Regions from separate parts of the Oryctolagus cuniculus genome. Here region 2 is linked to region 1. The links are chromatin contacts, called in public Hi-C maps. All regions are on one chromosome and are shown on one strand. Each heading gives the region's core, a stretch centred on a gene start, on an enhancer-like site or on the middle of the called end of the contact. The rest is flanking DNA. Distances are from core to core; before and after follow the strand shown.

Evidence for each region. Hi-C and Micro-C count contacts between places; a contact is called where the count stands out from the background.
Region 2: a contact with region 1 is called in a Hi-C map of an unstated tissue, with 7 times the contacts expected there. The contact joins the enhancer-like site here to the promoter of TDRD15 in region 1. A contact is called at or near these places in 2 of 6 Hi-C or Micro-C datasets (ear pinna and an unstated tissue).

What each region holds. Positions count from the first base shown.
Region 1 is chr2:181,671,066-181,673,957 of mOryCun1.1, forward strand. TDRD15 (tudor domain containing 15) reads right to left here and starts at 1,390. Exons shown (of 10, transcript XM_070069382.1): 1 at 213-1,390.
Region 2 is chr2:181,820,316-181,823,231 of mOryCun1.1, forward strand. The region is part of intron 3 of LDAH (lipid droplet associated hydrolase); the gene reads left to right. Among named protein-coding and RNA genes, the nearest start is that of LDAH, 25 kb to the left of the region's middle. Within about 2 kb of position 1,571, at least 1 of the 8 cell types and tissues checked has an H3K27ac peak or open chromatin away from gene starts, as enhancers often do.

The sequences.
Region 1 (2,892 bases), core at 140-2,639:
ACTCGGCATTAAAGGAAAAGCAGATGAGATGCCCAGACCCTGCCTTCTAGTTCTTCCAGTCTACCAGAGGAGTTAAGACAAGTATTGGCTTGAGTAACATCCCTGGGCGAAGCCGTTCCTGCCTCTCCCAGGGCACTGAATTCTTTTTCAACCATGCTCCCTCCCTGAGCCCACCCTTCACTTGCCACCTAAGATTGCATTTGTTGGCTTACCTGGCTGCTATTCTAACAAAACGTCACTTCCTGGTTAGCAGGTTGGAGAGGTGCTGTACTGCTTCTAGCTTTGAAATCGGAGGACGGGGCCAGGAGCCAAGGAATGAGAGCAGTCTGGAGAAAGTGGGAAGAGCCAGGGAATGGATTCATCCCTGGAGCTTCCAGAAAGGGACACAGCCAACACCTTCCTTTGAGCCCAGTGAAGCCCATGTCAATCTTCCTCAGAACTGTAAGATAATAAATCTGTGTTGCTCTAAGCCACCTAGTCGTGGTGATTTAGCACAGCAGTGATGGGAAGCTGAGACACATGTTGGCCACTTCCTCGGGGGCAAGTCCTCTCGAATCTTTGCTTCAGCAGTGAGAGGAAACATCAGCAGGCGAAACGAAGGTGACCCTCCCTTGTAAAGTCAGTTCCACAGGGAGAATCATTTGGGGCAGGCTTTAGAAGTTGGTTCTTTGAAAGACAAGGGAAGTGCCTGCCCAGTTGGAGCGCAACCTTGAGGTTGGGGGAGGGGAGGGGTCTCTCTCTGACCTGCACAACCACCATCCCCACCCCTACATAAGACCCAGGAAGCAGCAGGGCCTGTTGTGGGCGCCCATGGAGCTGTGGGCCCGGAGCCTACCCGCCAGCTCCCAGGGGCAGCCTGGCAGAGCCGGGGTGCAACACGGCCCAGTCAGGAGCCACAGCCCAACACCGTTCACGTCTAAGGGCCTGGGCTGTCCCACACAGTCGCCTGCATCGTGAAGTTCTTGTCATCCAACGAGGCACATTCAATGCTCGATGCTTGCAGAACCCAATCTGTGGCACTGGTCTCTTAAGAAAGGCTTTCGATATGTGGCCAGCCAGCATGGCGGCGAGAAAAACCCCAATCCGACTCCCGCTCCGGCCCCCATCCTGGGGACCTAGGGAAAACGGGTACGTGGCCACAGGCAGAAGGGAATTTCTGAAGGGTGGAGCCACGGCAGGGCCCAGGAAGCTCAGTCAGCGGACGACGTAATCTCCGTGCCTCCTGCTTCCTAAAGCTGTGCGGCTCGTCTGCCTCCGCTCATCCTCCAATCTTTGGTAGGTGCGCAACGTTGGTTCCGCGAGTCCGCGCGAGTTCAGCGTGTCCCCCTTTTTACGCATGCGCAACTCAGCTGCTCCGTCTGCAGTCGGAAAGCGGTGTTTACCTGGTAGGTGGTGAAGGCTATAAAAATTGGTAAAGAAATAGTGATTTGGTAAAGCCTTTTACGGCTGAAACCTATTGCAGAATAAGTGGGGAAGTTTTCTAGGAATGCAAGGCAAAGCAAAGAGGGGGCTTTTGAGTTTCAGGGGTGTCTTGAGAAGATCCAGGGGCACCAAGTTCGCTTCACCGAGGTTCTGGGAGGACGTAGAGAGGCGGCAAGGGCACTGAACTCAGCTACAGTGCAAGGGGACCCTCTCTTAGAACCAGTCACGGTATAGAGAAATAACGAATTATGACTTTTATTGCATATGGAAAAACGCACACCTAATACAGAAACTCTCCAGTCTCCACAGGTGAGCCGCCCTGGGCTGAGAAAAGCCAGGCAGAGACCAGGAGTGACACAAAGGCAGGGACATCGCCCTTCTTTAGGATCCAGGACGTGCAAAGACACTGCCCACGCCCTCCACACACACACCCCAGGCCTTTCTCCAAAGGCAAACCCAGAATGCACTGTCAGTCCTATCCAAGGACTCAGGGAATGAATAATGTGACGAGGGGTGAACAGCTGAGGTCTGACTGAGCCCTCGTCCCATTTAACTTCAGTCCTTCTGAGATCTGTGCCCTCTCCAGACTTGTAAGTAACATCAGGGCACCAGGGAGGACCCGTGGCCCTTGGTCACTAGCCCTTGCTGGCTGTGCCAGGACACCTATTATTCCTGTCCACTCTGCTGCTCTGATGGCATTCCCATCCCCGGGGACCCGGGCCCTAGTGCCACCTCCACTAAATGCTGACTTGGGAGGAGGTACCCAGGAAGTGTGTGAAGACTACTGCTGTTCACAGAACCCTCCTGCCCCACACCCTCCCTGGACATCACTCTTTAGACTCTGGGGGAGCAGCTGATGGGGCCCTTTTTACTCATGATACTCTAGAATCAATCGATCAATATTATCTGTCTATCACCTATGTATCCGTGTCTCTCTCCCCTCTCTCCTGCCCTCTGTTTCTCTGTCTTCAAACATTATCTAGCATGATCTCAATGGCTTCTAACATGGACCTAACGTGCAGGAGGAAATGTGTGTCAGAGGCAACCTGTGCTTTTAGCCTCGCCACAAATCTCCCTTGCAGCAAAGAAGCCCAGCGTCTTCTAACTGTTTTAAAGTGGATGGAAATCTGGGAAAATCAAGGAGGGGTAAATGAGTGAAAAAGTTACAATAAAAAAAAAAATAGCCGTCACTTCCGCATCCACTCTGATGTACGGTCACTCAGTGCTCGCTCCATGACCACGTTCAGGCACTGGGACACTGTGTGAGCACCAGGCCAGGGGCTGGAAGCAGATCACACTCATAAATGAAGAAATAAGAAAAGACCCTCCTGTGCAGATAGGCATAGAATTGACATAGCACCTGCTGATGGGTGATCCCAACAGCCCCAGTGACGTTTAAACTGATACTGAAAGACAAGGACATGCAGACAGATCATGTACTAAGAAGTTTCATGCATTATCCTGTTTGCT
Region 2 (2,916 bases), core at 321-2,820, 150 kb after region 1:
TCAGCACCTGGTCCAGTCCCAGCTAATGCAGGCATTTAGGATATGAACTAGTGGACGTGTGTTCTCTCTCTGACTCTCAAGTAAATAACTATTTTAAAAGTCAGTTGTTTTCCTATTTAGTAGCAGTGAAAACTTAGAGTTTAAAATTAATAACACTTTACATTAGAACTAGGGTATATTTTGAAGGCTGAGTGAATATTGATTACCTAGCAGTGAAACATTTTAATAGCAGTAGTGAAAGAAAATTGAATATACAAATTGCATTGCCTTGGTTAAAAAAACATGTATTTCAGCAGGCATCATTTTTGAAATGTGACTGAGAGTGAATAAAGTATACAGAAAATACTTGCTTCTAAGTATGTACCCAAAATTAGGGGTTTAATACCATTGTGTTTCATTTGTTGGGAAATTTGTATGTATGTTGAGAATTTGTTTTTGCTACCTTATGTTGTGTTTGAAAAACAGAGGTGATAAAAGAAATCTTGCTAGAAAAGAGGCTTCCTTCTTTAACAAGCTGAACTAACAAAAGCTGCCAGCCACCTGGTCTTTAATATGAACTCTAGCAAAAGAAGAGAGAAACCAAAGACAGAGGGAGCTAGGAAGTACAGAGTGAGCTTCCCTAATATATTAGTCCAAATCCCAAATACTTCAAAATCCATGACCTTTTGAGTACGAAAATAATGCTCTAAAAGCCTTGGATTTTGGAGCATTTCAGGTTTTTGGATTTTTGGACTTCAGATACTCAACAGGTAAGCAGATATTCCAAAATCTAAAAAACTCTGAAATCTGAAGCAGTTCTAAACACTTCAGATAGGGGATATTCAACCTGTAGTGGAAATACCGCAAGTACACAGTGAGGGAAAATTCCTATTCTTTTGTTGTGTTCAAACTTCTTAATGGTTATTCTTATTCCTATGTTCTCAACTTGGTGAGAATGGCCAACCATGGTAGAGAGAAACTACAAGAATTACTATATTACAGAAACATTGAGCTATCACAGTAAGCTATATGAAATCATGCTAAAGACAGAGGCAAACATTTGAACAGGATGTGAATCATGATTTTGAAAGCTGAACTAGCCTTGAAGGATAACTCCAGATCGGGGATTCTCAAACTTCGGCATCCGAATCACCTGGAAGATTTATCAAAACCCACATGGTTGCCCCCTGGGCTGTTGGTTCAGTGGATCTTGGGTGGGACCTGAGAATTTGTATTTCTATTAAACTCCCAGGTAATGTTTATGCTCCTGGTCCTAGGCCACATTTTCAGAACCACTGCCCAAGGTCTGCCCCCATTAAGCACTGAGAACCAGCAGAAAGTATCTGTTGTGTGTCTGAATTTCTAGGGAATGTTTCTAGTTCTTGTTTTAAATGGATGTCTTATTACTCATAACTTGTTTGGAGTATGCTTATTGCTCTTTGTGCTGCAAGTGTAATGTTGAGTTAGTAACTTAGTAATTAGAGCCTGCATTCTTTGCTACCTAATGAGAACAGTGCCATCTAGAGGAATTAGCCCACAGGGCCACTACAGAACCAGAAGAAGCCTTGGTTTCCTAGAGCAGGTGAAAGGGTGACTCATCTTTGCCGGGAGTTACAGATGACTGACTTGAGTATGTGTGGTGCTACACAGGGCATACAATGAAACTGAAATGCCAGTCTGCACCTTATATAACAGTGCCTTTTCAGCTGTGTTCTGTGAAGGCTCTGGGCCTTGTCAAACACCCATTCAGGAAAAGCAATTCTGCTTTTATGTTTCATGAGGTGGAAGTTATGTTTGCAAGTGTTTACTATAATAGACTGCATTGGATAGGTAGGCTAGATATAATATTCTCCATTCAAGATTACTATCCTAAGGTGCAGGTTTTCTGACATGCAAAATATGGCACGAAAATTACATAATAATTGAGAGAGCATAAATTATAACAAGACATCAGATGTTGAGAGTGTATTTTGCTTCATAATTAGCACATGTTAAAATAATGAGCAGTTGGAAATAATATTCTAGTTGTACCACATTATCAAATTGAATGCAATTAGGAGAACAGATGTTCACCAGTGTCAGAAGGGGATGATTTGAGAGTAAAACTGGGACAAGAAATTTTGAGGAATTAGAAGTATAAACTGTTTTCTGGCTTTGATTTACCAGAACCAGCTTACTTGATGGCAAATGCATTGTCAACCATTTCGACTCATTTGTGTAAGAGGTATAAAATAGAAGCTAGAAATCATACTGGTTTACTTTCAGGAGGTAACATGACCTAAAAAATTTACACAGTCTTGGCAGTTAACAATGAATTTGAGTCATGTTTACCTAAAGGAACAATACGCAACTCCCACTGCTGTCCCCTTGGCAGAAAGAGAAAAACCAGTAGAACTTTCTCTCTGCCAGGACTAGAAATGGCAGAGGAGCGTGGAGGTAACATGGAGTTACCAGACTAGTCCAAGGCAGGAACAATTAGTCAATCAAGTCTCAGAGCTCACAGTCACTAGATATGAAAGCAGTACATCTCTAGATCAGAAGCAGACCAGAAGGCAGAGCAAGAGAAGTTAAGAATCCAGCAACCTGTAGCCTCCCAGGGCAGACAGAAGGACTGGAAGTGTCTGCATGTCTGTCATGTGCCAGATCGTTCTGCTCACTCCCTGCAGGCCTTAGATGTCTTCCCACTGGTCCAAACAGAGTCCAGACTCCTGGGTGTGATGCTCCCTGTCCTCCTTGATCAGTAACACCCTTCCTTTCCAACCAATTGCTCTGTCTTATCCTATAACCACAAGTAAATACAGAACTCAGGGCTATTTCTAAATTAATACCCCCCCAAACTTTCGTGCCTTTTGCTTTTGTTTTTGCTAAGTTTGTCAACAGTTTGTTCTTCTTGCTAAATCTGTCTCCTGTATCCCATATTTCTCCTGCTGAAATCCT